2 separate regions of the Anas platyrhynchos genome follow, and region 2 is linked to region 1. A link is a contact called in public Hi-C data. All regions are on one chromosome and are shown on one strand. Each heading gives the region's core, a stretch centred on a gene start, on an enhancer-like site or on the middle of the called end of the contact. The rest is flanking DNA. Distances are from core to core; before and after follow the strand shown. Region 1 overlaps ACOT9 (acyl-CoA thioesterase 9). Region 2 has its middle 15 kb from the start of ZFX.

The links. A called contact is a pair of places that touch in the nucleus more often than the background predicts.
Region 2: a contact with region 1 is called in a Hi-C map of small yellow follicle, with 2.3 times the contacts expected there. The contact joins two enhancer-like sites. A contact is called at or near these places in 3 of 8 Hi-C or Micro-C datasets (liver, small yellow follicle and subcutaneous adipose tissue).

What each region holds. Positions count from the first base shown.
Region 1 is chr1:116,426,621-116,433,282 of IASCAAS_PekinDuck_T2T, reverse strand. ACOT9 (acyl-CoA thioesterase 9) reads left to right here. Exons shown (of 15, transcript XM_027449059.3): 4 at 1,882-2,052; 5 at 2,145-2,182; 6 at 4,617-4,700; 7 at 5,248-5,351; 8 at 6,146-6,219. Among named protein-coding and RNA genes, the nearest start is that of ACOT9, 11 kb to the left of the region's middle. Within about 2 kb of position 5,107, at least 3 of the 8 cell types and tissues checked have an H3K27ac peak or open chromatin away from gene starts, as enhancers often do. A contact at or near this core is called in small yellow follicle, where this site is marked.
Region 2 is chr1:116,544,101-116,550,943 of IASCAAS_PekinDuck_T2T, reverse strand. No RefSeq gene overlaps it. Among named protein-coding and RNA genes, the nearest start is that of ZFX, 15 kb to the left of the region's middle. Within about 2 kb of position 2,278, at least 5 of the 8 cell types and tissues checked have an H3K27ac peak or open chromatin away from gene starts, as enhancers often do. A contact at or near this core is called in small yellow follicle, where this site is marked.

The sequences.
Region 1 (6,662 bases), core at 3,858-6,357:
ACGTTATTGCCTTGAGCCCAATATTTCTATATATTGAAGAGTACATTCTGAAGGCAAAGTGAGGAGTTCTGCTGCTGCCCTCAGAGGAGCCAGGATAGGACTGGTGAAAACAGAGCATAGTTGCATTTTTATCACTTGTTTTCTGTGTGTTTGTAGTCAAATTTTTTTATTTAGTCTCTGACTGATTTCTCTTAAACCTTTCAATGAAAGCCCTTGAAAGCAAACCTTAAAAAAAAGCAAATACAAAAACCAAACCACCACCATAAAGGAGCATCATCTGGGACATTGCACCTTTCCTTAGTCATCTAGGATATTCTATTTCTATGCAGTCGCCCAACTTCAAACATAAACACACTGGAATAGGTTGTTCTCTTTTCATTGTTTCTGAACTCTGCAGTTGTCATGTTGCCCTGGTGAGGTAAGCTGTGTTTCGTATGTTTATAAACAGTAAAATTTAAAAGAAAGATTTTCTGCTAAACCTTTACTGTCTTTGATTATGGATTCACACTTCCCCCAGAATTATTAAAGAGCAAAGAGGGAGTATAAATGTTTAAATGTGACTTTTCTACCCCTCCTCTCCCAAAAATAAAAACCAAAGCCAAAAAAGTTGTCATTTTAAAGTATGACTGATACCCAGAATTCATCCAAAGTGGAAACTTTGGAAGACAAGTTTTTGGTGAGCTTCTTGGTGAAAAGCTTCTTTCTGTTGTTCAAGATTTTTTTTTGGCCTTATTGAACAGAGTGGCTCTCAAATCACAACGGTACAGCATGCACAGCTGAATGAATGGCGCACATTCTCCACAAGTTTAAAATTATGTTTGGTTACTTGGAGCATGAGAAGGCATAAAACACCACAAAATTGATTAATAGTTGTGCACACTCTTTTGATTTTTGCTTGAACTGCTGCATGCTTAACTTTCATTTATGTAGTGCTTTGTTATTGATTCTAGGAATGTTATGAAATACTTGCTTTATTAGTTAGGCTGCGCTTTTAAAGGGAGGGTGCTTTGGAGGAACAGGCAAGAGGGTATGTTGGGCAAGGTTGCTGTTATGTATCACAGATACCTGTGCAAGGAACCAGCTTGGAAAGAGTTGGAAAGAAGTGACAGTACATTGGCCCTGTCTCCCTTGTGAGATTTGTAACCTCTCTGGCCTCACGGTGCTGAAAAAGCAGCTCTGAATTAATTGTTCCCTTTTTTGTGTTATTTATTTTCACACCTTTCCTGTGTAGTTGTAAAGACGACTGGGTAGAAAGGGAAATATGTAGACTAACTTTCCCTTTTTTTGTGTGCCTCTTTTATATATGCTGCATGAATAACAGTTGTTGCTGTAAAGGAAGAAGTCATCTGTAGGTGATAGCAATTCCTACCAGATCAGCTCTCTTTGTCAGTGCTAACCAGTACTGTACATCTGCTGTACTCCTTGAGAGAGATTCTAAGTTGACAGTCCTGTAAAATTGACACTGTAGGAAGAGTTGTAATACAGTAGCTACAGAAAGTGTGAATGAACGTAAAACCTTATAGGTTAAATTAGGCATGATCTGGTTTTTTTTTTTTTTTTTTTTTTTTTTTTTTTCTGTTAAAACTAAGTTGTTTTCAAGGGGAACCATTTTTGTAGCATTCAGAATTGTATAAATTAAATTTGTCTCGTTAGTATGTGCTTGCAACTGGTACACAAAGCTATTTAAAACTTTTTGGCAGTAGTCTTCCTTTATCTGATTATGTGCATTTCTCTTTCTTTTCAAGACACACTTTGTCTTCCTATCTTTAATTTGTTTTTTGTTTTGGTAATTTTCAGTGTGACATCTTTTAGCTAGAGAGAATTTCAGCAGCCTAATATACTCTTCTCATACTCCAGATGAAGTGTTTCTTTTCTTACTAGGGATCATGTGCAAGCAATGCAAGAAAGAAAAGCTCTCCACACTTTACTGGCAAAACGTCAGGAAGATCTCCCCCCAAGAAGAATGAAAGATAGCTATTTGGAAGTTATCCTGCCTCTAGGAAGTCAACCTCAAATAAGAGAGAAGTATCTGAATGTATACAACAGTGTAAGGTAACAAAGTAAATATATTACACATACAGGAAAGTGTTAACTTTAATGTATTTTGGAAACAGTTATTTAATTGTCAAAAATGTATCTTACAGGTTTGGAAGGATACTTGAAGACCTTGACAGTTTAGGAGGTAGGTATCTGTGCCCTTGAAAAGAATACACAAATAATGCAGAGTGAATTTGACTACTGATACAGTATGACCTCAGCAAGGATTGCATCAATGTGCTGTCTCAGAGGGGAATTAAAAAAGATACTGATGCTGAAGGAGGATGAAATATAAATAGGAACAGCCAGAAGCAAAATGCTAAGCTTCAGCTTCTGCCAGTTTGTAAAGGAGCAGCTATAAGAATAATTACACTCAGTCGCTTCACGAGTTAGCTTTCTTATTTTATTTTTCCTTGTCATTTATTCATGGTCTTTAAAATATCAAGATCTTTGATTCCTGTTTTGCAGCTAAAATAATTGCTGAGTTGTTAGTATGACTTGATCTTTTTCTCTTAGAAGTGAGCAGGAAATTCAACAGAGATGTCAGGTTCTGCCCCTGGGACAGAGCAATGCTGGACACAGGCACAGACTGGGAGCCGGGTGGCTGGGGAGCAGCTCAGCAGAAAGGGACCTGGGGGTGCTGGTGGCAGCAGGCTCAGCATGAGGGCAAACCACTTTTTGGGGTGTATTATACACAGCACAGCCAGCTGGACAAAAGCGGTGATTGTCTCACTGCATTCAGCGTTGATGCGGCCTCGCCTTGAACGCTGCATGCAGTTCTGGTCAGCAACATGAAAAGGATGTGAGGACCTTAAAAGTGCCCAGAGAAGGGCAACAAAGCGTGGGAACGGCACAAAGCTGTGCCGGGGAGGTTCAGACTGGGCATTAGGAAACGTTTCTTTGCCGTCACACACTGAAACAGGCTTGTTAGGGAGGTGGTTGCTCTTTGTGCCTGCTGGTGCCCAGAGGCGTCTGGACAGTGCCCTCAGTAATAAGCTTAAGATTTTGGTTAACCCTGAAGTGATCAGGCGATTGGACTCCACAATCTTTGTAGGTCCTTTCCAACTATTCTGTTCTGTCTCAAAATGTCACCAGATGACGTCTTTCTTCAGTAAAGTTCTGTAGCTGGTCAGTAGCATTCTGATGGAGCTTTTTTGCAAAAAAAAAAAGAGTGCTTGTTAAGGGAAAGGTCTGAGGGGGAAGCATGTACGTAATGGTTCCTTCAGCAGGACAGAAAGACCTTCTGTGGGTCCGGATGGCCAAGAGTGAGGCAGGCAGAGAAACAAGTGACTGTGTGTCACCTTTCTGTGAGGATAGCCAAAAGAGCTAGATGACTTGTATTTTGTGCTGGGAGATGGAAGATAGTAGCTTCAGGACTTGTCCTAAATTAGAAAAGGAGACTTGAAGCTAGTGGTTCATTTCATCTGATGAGATGAGCCTGTTTTTCGTTCTGTGCCTTGCTTATTTTCTCTGTAGACCTGTGAAGATCTTGGATTTTTCCTGGTAACAGCACAGAATGTCCTTGCCTTGTTGTAGTCATACTTGTCTCCAGTCAGCTCTACTGGGGATATATTATTCCGGGGAAATCAAGATTCTGTGCCAGTTACACAGTGTTCAGAATGGTGGTAAGCGGTTTTCATGGGAACAAATACCATTCCACCCTCTCCCCAGCATATCCAGTGATCTTGGCAAATGTGCCATGTGAATGGCTGATCAATTTCTAAGTTTTTGTCTTTGGCATTAGGGTTCTGGTAAATCCTATTTGGACTATTATTGATTGTATTGATGCCATGACTGATAGGCATCACAATTTTTAGAATTATGATTTTAGTAATTTTTACTTAAATTTCCTGGAAAGACAGAGATTTTCCTTTTCTGGAAAGTATCTGCACCTAATGAGATGCTTTTGAAACCTTTATTGAGTGAAAATTACTTGAGTACTAGGGAAGAGTAAGTCTTTGCAACATTACTCTTCACTATTGCTCTGAGTCTGTTATTACTCTGAGGAGTCTGTTTACTTGCATATGCCCTCGTGAGCAGAGCTTATTAATCAAGTAATCATTTGGCTAGTAATGATTACAGTGTGATAATTACCTCTAACTATGCTTTCATGCCTGTAGGGCACAGTTTATCTAATCTGCACCTCTTTAAAGGAATCAGTATCTGAAAACAAGTCTGCAGATAGTATGTATCCTTGAACAACCTGCATGAAATCGAAGTAGGAGGTAGGAAGGGAATGAATGATCTGAGAGAGTGGGCTACAGGGATAAGGGAATAGATTATGTGGGATTGGAAGGAGTGGAGTGACAGGTTGATTTAAAGCACTCAGTTAAATTTCTCGTTGTAAGTAAATATACACGTAGCTGAGACAGCTGCCGAATCACTGTTTTCTTTATAGCATTCTCCTGAATTAAGTACATGAAAATGTGTAAGTCATGCACTCCTACGCTGTGATATTTCGGTCTGTGTTTTGCAGGTACCTCTCATGCTTCACAAAGATGGGTTTGATCTGCTCTGCTAAAATTCTTGTTAAAATACAAGAGAACTAAATGCTGACTCCGTTTTTGGTCTCTCCACAGTTCTTATTTGCTACACTCACACCAAGCAGGAAGCGCAGCCAAGGTCTCCCTTATCGATAGTTACAGCCCTGGTGGATAAAATTAGTAAGTGGCAATTTGATCAGCAGGAATAGTTTCATCTGTTTATCTTACTCATTCAGCAGCCACTGCATTCCTGTCGTTGTTACTGGGGATACCTTCTTCCCTCCCCTGTTGAGTTGCCTTCATGTTGCTTTGCCTTTGACCTCTTAAATATTCTGCCTTTTATAGAAGGGAGGAGGGGAAGAGGGTTAAGTGGATGCTTTTCAGCATTTCAGATTTCCTTTCCTTTAAAAACACAACTTCTGTGCATCCCGCACCTCTGTGTTTGGTTTTGTATTAGCGTTTGAGTTTCTTAGCTTCATTTTTAAACAATGTGTGTTCTGGTGAAGTTGGACCTTGCTTGTGTCGCATGTCCTGCTGACCACCTCTGTGGGTCAGATAAGGCAGGAACTGCAGGCTAGCAGTGTGGTCCTGTGTAAGAGCCATCTCTTCGGGGTTGTTTGTGTGCTTTGCTGCTTACACAACACAAGAAGACCTTAGAGGAACCAGTCTTTCTAGTATTAGACCTGAGTGATCTGTCTCCAGTAACCTCTAACGTTTATTCCTGCAGATTTGCGCAAGAAGGTCGTACACCCTGACTGCGACATCAAATTCACCGGCAATGTTTCTTGGGTTGGGAAGACCTCAATGGAAGTAAAGATGCACATGCTGCAGGTTAGTTCCTGGCACTTCTGTCTCTCCTGCAGTAGTCACAAGGTATTTCAGAGTGAATTCTGGATGATGACACTAACAGTCTAAATTACATTTCTAGAATAACCAAGGTGACTTCCAGTAGGTTAGGTAATACGTTATTAAACACTAAATAATTAAAAATAAATAGGTGTAACTACTCTACACTGTACAGGAAGCAAAATGAATATTAATTTAATTAAAAATCTCTAATATTTCTATTGAATACTTACAGTCAGTTGATTAGTTAGCTGAAACATTCAGTATTTTAATTATTTAGAGTAGCGAGGGTAGTCTACTTACGTGATAGGAGTGGCTATGAGTCAGATAAACAGGTAAATATTTTTTGATTCGGTTTGTGTCCTTAAGTGAAGTCTCTGATGTAGAAGATAACGTTACACCTTTGTTGTCTGAACTGCCTCCCAGTGCTGACAGTGGTGCCAACTTGGTATTACTTATAAAATTGTTTAGGCATTTCTCAGAATAAAGAGGAACTGGGCAATTTACAATTTTATTTTATATATTTTTTTCCCTAGCTGAAGATAGTAGTTAATCAGCATTCCTCTGCTTAATGGTTTTGTTACAGAATTCCCGAAAATGGAGTTCTAAGTTGTGTTCTTTCCTTCTGTTCAGCCTACTGCGGGAAATCTCAGAAGGGATGATAAAATGAAAGTAAACATTGTGATAACGATGTGAGTGTGTAGGTGGTACCAACTGAATAGCTTGCACTTTTTATAATTTTAGAGTTTAAAGATAAAATTCTTTCCTGTCTCTCTCAGCTGCATGATGGTGATTACTGCCCTGTGTTAGATGCAACCTTTGTCATGGTGGCCCGGGACCCAGAAAACAAACGGTAATTTGTAGGACAGGGAAATAGTCTCCAGGCTCCTGTTGTGGTGAAAGTGGCAAATGTGGCAGCTGTGTATGTGTGAAGCTGTATGGTGTGGGTTATAAATGAATCGTATAGTTGATGTTTTCTGTTGGCAAATGTTACTTTCCTGAGGCAAGCATCAGAGCTTTGAATTCAGGAGTCAAATGATACCAGGCATTGCTGTTAGTCTTTGGATCTGTCCCTTTTCCATAACAGATTTTCCCTGTGTTTGAATGACTGGCCTGATGAACAAAGAAGTAAATCAGTGGACTACTGACCCATGTGCATTGTACAGTAACTGTTAAAATTGATTGCTTTCTTGCCCTAAAAACAATCAAACAAACAAACAAAAAAAACAACAGAAAGATTGAGTCTCAGTGGTTCAAAATCACAGAACAGCTTAGGTTGGCAGGGACCTCTGGAGG
Region 2 (6,843 bases), core at 1,029-3,528, 120 kb before region 1:
TCCGTGTGTCTGAGGCGTACACATGCATCGCTTGCGCGGCCGCACCAGCATGTGCAGGCTCAGCATGTTTAACACACGTGTTATCAGACAGCCAGAGAAGAGGCAAGGAGCCAAAACCATACGGAGAATATGTGAATGCTTGCAATTGTTATGGAAGAAATAATTACGCTCTCATACCTTTGTTGGTGAAAAGTATGACTCCATTTTAGATTTATAAAGGATTAAGTTGTATACAATTACTGCCAAAGGAATAAACGGGAAATGCTTTTTGCTAAACTTCATCATCAGCATTTTGGCTGTAGGCAGGAGAAGTACAAAAGAAAAGAAAAAATATTCTACTCCTGTATGTACAGTACTAGTTACGTTAGATTAAAAAAAAAAAAAAAGCTTTTGGAATAAAAACTGCCAAAAGCTGAGACTGAATTCTGAATGCATGTAGTAGTTAGGGCTATATGGCAAATGAAACATTTTGAGATTCATAATGGATTACATAGTCTAATAGATGATTAAGCAAAACCAGGAACAAAAATGGACCAGAGAACCTTACAGCACATTTGCAGAAGAAAAAACTTTTCAGGGCTTCATCATTAAATAAACTGAAACAGTACATAAACATAGAGTCGGGTACTATTGTGCAGGGGATGAGGCTGAGGCTGTCTTTGTATTTAGAATGACTCCTGTTTGACATTTTAGATTTCTTTACAAATGTCAACCAAGAGACAATAAAAGAGAGCTGGTGCTCCAGTTAACTTGAATGCTTCAAAAGTTCCTCAGAAAAGTCCTACATAAAAAGCCCCCTAAATTGCTAGGTGGTGACAAAATCATGTAATGCAGTCTGGTGGGCCTTGTTCCTGCTGTGAGTGTGAGAACTGAAATGACTGATAGACACCTTCTTGCCTACCCTATATTTTTTTCTTTTGATATTTATTATCCTTAGGATTATGAAACACGAGGCTTAAATTTGCGGCTTTTTTTGGTTTTTGTTTTTTTTTTTTTGTAGATGTACTGAAATATTAAAAAGAATATATATGCTGGGCTTTAGAAGCAACTTCTCGATCTGAAAAGTTGGTGTTTTCAAAATGCAGACCCTGTAAATTTTCAGCGAAGCCTTCCTCAGCACAAGTAAAAATCACATATGCACATTATTTCAACTATTTGGACTATTTTCATCCATGCTTGAGCTTGGTGTTCTAAGTCCTTGTATCTTATAGAAGACATTAAATATAGAATCAGAACCATCCAGGTTGGAAAAGCCCTCCAAGATCCTCTGCTCCAACCATCCCCCTACCACCAATGTCACCCACTGAACCATGTCCCCACATCCAGCCTCTCCTTGAACACCGCAGGGACGGTGACTCCACCACCTCCCTGGGCAACCCGTCCCAGCGCCTGGCTGCTCTTTCTGAAAATAAATGTCTCCTCATTGCCAGCCTGAACTCTCCTGGCGCAACTTGAGGCCATTCCCTCTAGTCCTATCACCAGTTACCCATGAGAAGAGGCAGACCCCCAGCTCCCCACACCTTCCTTTCAGGTACCTGTAGAGAGCAATGAGGTCTCCCCTGAGCCTCCTCTTCTCCAGACCAAACAACCCCAGCTCCCTCAGCCGCTCCTCACACATATTTATTTAAATGCTTGAAGTAATTCCTTTGACAAGATTCCTATTCCTTGCCACCAAAATTCTCCTACTTCCTCCTCCTGTGTTATACATTGCCCATGTTAGGGTTTAGGGTCTTTTGTTTCTTTGTTGTTTAATCCTTTCAAGGTTAAACAGAAAGGTGAAATTAGTTATGTGCTTGTGCTCCTTACATAAGTTTTTGACTGTTACAGATGAAATGTTATTCAACACAAACAAAAAACTGTCTAAAAATGTTTATTTTGCCTGGGCTCAATCCAAAACCATGTGGAACGAGCACTCTTACTATGGCAGTAAGACGGACTGGAGACATACGGGAAATTAGATGTGCACAGACAGATGCAGATTTACAGAAACAAGAACAGCAACGCCAGGACACATTCATAATTTTAGCATCACTGTACGTGAGCATCAGCTTTTAAGCCAGCTGTGCCAGAGTAGTGGTGGTAATGGAAGAAGTGATGCGCGACAGGCCGTGCGCAGGAAGTCTGGCGGTTTGGGGACAGACCACTGGATGTAATCATGCATACACAAGCGCCATCGCATGGTCAGGAAGAGACAAGCCCTGGAAAGCAGGACTCGGTGCAATGTTTAAATATTACTAGTAGGAAGGGGGAGGCAGCTGTTTGAAAGTATGTAGGGGTTTTTGGCCTTGTCCTTGAAGCAAGGCGTGATGCAGAAGGGCAGGGGCGTGCATAGCCGGGGCCTCTGCCTGGCTGAGGAGCGATGGGATGGCGGCACATCAACAGGAGGGGGCAGAAGCCGCATGGAAAAACAGTGGAAGCTCCTTTTCCAGGAGTGAGCTAGAGAGAACTCGAGGGAGCAGATAGAATGCATAACAGAAGTATCATTTTAAAATGCTTGTGGATTTTTACTTTTATTATTTTTTTTGTAGTAGTAGTAGAACAAAATCAGCAAAGATGTTAGCTGAAAATTCAGGCTTCGCCCTTTCAGAACATGACCTGAGATTTGGCTGAGAAACGGCATTTCCCAAGTACGTGCTAAAAATTCAGAAATAATTAGTCTGACACGGCCCATTAACTTTGTGCCACTGCACAAGATACCTCCTTATTGTACTGAAGAAAGGCTCCGTTGCATCAGGCTGCCTTGTTAAATAATCTTGAAGTAATGCAGCCTGACAACGTCTTCAGTCAGCACTGTATCCTTCAACAATGCCTTAGTTTAACTTGAGCCAGTACAAAGCACTGTGTGACAAGTCAACCCTTCTTCCCTGTTACACCACTCAAAAGCATTCAGTGTCTCAGCCAGGAAGCCAGAAGGTGTTAAAGTATCAGAACAGCTGTTAAAGTATCAGAACCTCTAATTGCCCTCATTTTCCCCCTTCTGCATTTAATTTTGGCTACTTTAAAAGAAATCTCTATGAGATATCAGGAGAGCACTCTTCCGTGAGAACTGACCTATGAAACTGGAAGGTTTCGTACTTGAACAGCTACCTGCTTCACCACTGGTATATTTAAACTCCCACAAGAACAGATTTATACATCAGAATATAACCACAGGGTTTTAGTAATGAGGTAGTTTAAACTTTTACTTTTGGAAACTAGTCCTGCATGTTGGAGCCAGACTACTTAAGAAGCATTTTCTTATTGCCTCCATATGTGAAGGGATGAAAGACACAGACTCCTGATGGCTCTTGAACAGAAGGCCTTTATTGCCCTTTTTCATTACTACACACACTTTCCCTGTAGCCCCACGCGCTGTCCACATGCCCGAACCTGTCATACAGCTGGTTTGAGACCCTCAGACATGCGCCTCGAGCCAGCCAGCAACTGGCCACTGCCTAAAGCTCATCTTCAACACTGTCGCCAAGTTACTTTATCCCAGCCTTGCTCAAGTTTTTGTTTCTACCATTTTTTCCCTCATGATCTCTAATTCAGGAACGTGTGAAACAGCACAAAGCTACCTGCAAATTCCTTTCCCATGATTCCCCTTTTTTATTTTCAACCAACCAAACGCTTTCTATAGATTTTTCTATCAATCATCGCAAACTTTGCAATAAGCACGGTACAGTAAGCAACAGGGTGAGAATCACATGCAGAATTACGACTGTAAAGCAGCGTGCCTACTGGAGTCTACATCAGTCAACAAGCCACTAAGCACTAGGGATGTTGCTTCACAGCGATGCTGCTTCTCACTCACACAGCACAATCACACAGTCACGCAAAGAGGCCTCTTGCACTTCTCATTCATACCACAAGAAAATATCACTTAAAATAATTTGTCCACGGCTTCAGGAGGTCCTTGTCTACTCCCGTAGTGAGTGGCTGAGAGTGGAGACCCCTCCGAGGAAAATGCTTGGGGTGCAGCTAGGGGCGTCCATTCCACAGTCGATCCCACAGCCGAGCAGAGCAACTCCTGGCACAAGGAATGATGCTATTATAGTTTTGTATAATTGCAACAAAGAGATGCATTGCAATAAGGAGCAAGGGTGGTGTTGACCATTTGTTTCATGATCTGTTTTTTGCCCGTGCAATTGAACCTTACACATGCTGTTGCTGTTACACATCCCAGGATATCCAATTCCTGCAGCTCCAACGGGGCTATCGGTAATTGGACCACCCAACCATCCCAGTTGTTCATTGCTTCTCTGGAGGCATGTCTTGTATCCGAGAGGTTCCACCCCCCCACAAGGTGTGGCCCTGTCGATGTGCTGCTAACTGAATTTGTCAGATCCTTATCTTCTAGTGGAATCTAGGCAGGTCATGAACGGATTTTGCACGCTGGCCATAGACAGACATATGGTTTTGTCCAGTCACGTTGGTGAGGGTGACCCAGATGTTTTGTCTGGGCTGGATTGAGACCCAGGAGGAACCAAAGCTGCAGAGGTGGATGAGGACGATGGTCCCAACCATGGTCACACACCACGAGCCAACACCCATCATGGCCCTTGTCCTGTGGAAACACAAGCGTACCCTCACCCCCAGGTTATGAAGGGATATGGTCCTTCCCAACCCCCAGTATCCAGATTTCTCATCATAACCATCGCTTCTCCTGTTGGAACGGATGTTAGTCCTGATTCCATTGATTTAAAATGCTTAATGGTGGTATTTCTTCGTATTGAAAAGGTAGTGTCAAATGATTCATGACCTATACCACTTTGTTTAATCTATTCTGCGGGGTCTCCTGTGTCTTCCCCTTTTTCTGTTTTGCCAATAAGTCCTTAAAAGTGCAGTGAACACGCTCTGCTATTGCTTGTCCTGTGGGTGAGCGTGGGAAGCTTGTCTTGTGAGTGATACCCCAGGTATGGAAAAAAACCCACGTAGAGCGGCTCACATAAGCCGGGCCATTATCAGTTTTTATTTCTTTAGGGATTCTGAGGGCGGTGAAGGCCACACAGAAAGGCACCTGTATGTGACGGCTTGTTTCACCCACCATCGCAGAGGCCTAGAGCACATGTGAAAAAGAATCTATGGACATATGAACGTATTTTAGCCTCCCGAACTCGGGAATGTGAGTAATGTCAGTTTGCCAAATCTGAAGAGAAGAGAGGGCTTTAGGATTAATTGTAGTTGGTGAGCCTGATTGTTATTAACAATCTGGGCAGGTCTGTACTATGAGCTTAGCATCTCCTATGGGGATGGCAAATTGTTTGGACAATGCTTTTGCTGCCTGGTGGAAGAATTGATGTGATAAACAAGCCCGGGACAACGTATTTGGCACGGGGACTTGCAATGCAATGTTGGTCAGTTGACGGGCCCGGGTTTTTCCTTCTGTAAAGAATCCCATGAGTGTCGTATGACTTCTAATGTGGATCACACAATAAGGATGGGTACGGTGCTCTACAAGAAATAATAACTCTTTAAATTTTAAGAATAGTGCCTCGTTCTGGATGTGTTTGATATGAGATCTTTTGATTCGTTGTGCTACTGCATAATGTGAATCAGACACAATATTTAGTGGAGCCTGGTCCTGTTGCTTGAATGCCATTACTACCACATGTAATTCTGCTATCTGAGGGGAGCCCTGTATTGCTTCTATCACATGCTGCCAGTGGCCTCCTTGTTCCCACATGACTACAGCCCTGACCCATCTGTAAATGCTGTTTGTCCTTGGACAGGGTGCCATCAATATAGCGGCTTGTCCTCAACCTGTACGTTATTAGAAAAAGTAAGCATTTTATGAGATGGGAGATGTATATCAAATTGACCATTGACACCCGAAAGGGCTGACTGTAGCTCTAAGCTATTCTGGAGGCACCAATCAAGACAGTCTTCAACTATCAGAATGATAATGGATTTTGGCTTTTCTCCGGCCATTTCTACATGTATAATTAGTTCTCTGCCCTTCCTAATCAAATCCAAGAACATCTCAATGCGGGTGGCAAGTGTCTTTGTCGGTTGGTGGGGTAGAAACACCCATTCTAATAGTAGCAATGGGTCTGTTGTGTTGGAGTCCCATTGAGCGATAATAGCTAAAGGCTGTGGATTCTGGTTGCATATGTAGAGCTGAACAGGTAAATTTTCTGCTCACCACTAGCATTGCTGGGCAGAGATCTCTTCTATATGGTGTAGTGTCACCCTGTCTTCATTAGTTTAGTGTCTTCAGCTGGCAGGGCATATTAATATCAGTGTCCCCTTTTAACAACTCGAACAGGGGTGCTAGGGTATGGTTGTCAATTCCACATTGTGTTCTTATCCAATTTATATTGTCTATAAGTTTCTGGACATCACTGAGTGTGTGATTTTCCATTGTAATGGCTAAATTTTGGGGTTGAATACTTCGCTGCAGTATCTTCCAGCCTAAATATTTCTGAGGAGCCTCCATTTGATTTTTTTCCTGCACGATTTGTAATCCCCATTTCTGTAACTCCTGCCGTAGAACAGGCAGTACTTCCTGCGTTGTTTGTCAGACTGGAGAGCAATACGTCATCCATATAATGATAATGTATACATGCGGGAATTGTTTGCATACGGGGCATAGTGCTCCTGCTATGTATGTTTGGCAAATTGTTGGGGAGCTTTTCATCCCTTGGGGCAGCACAGTCCAATGATACCAATCCATTGGTTCTGTCTTACTGATTTTGGGGACCAAGAACGCGAATCAAGGAGTAACAGCAGGGTGAAGCAGAATAGTAAAGAAGCAGTCCTTTAAATTGATGATTACTATATTCCAGTTTCGAGGGATCATAGCAGGAGAAGGTAATGTGGGATGGCGAGCTCCCATGTCTTCCATCGCATTGTTTATTTGAC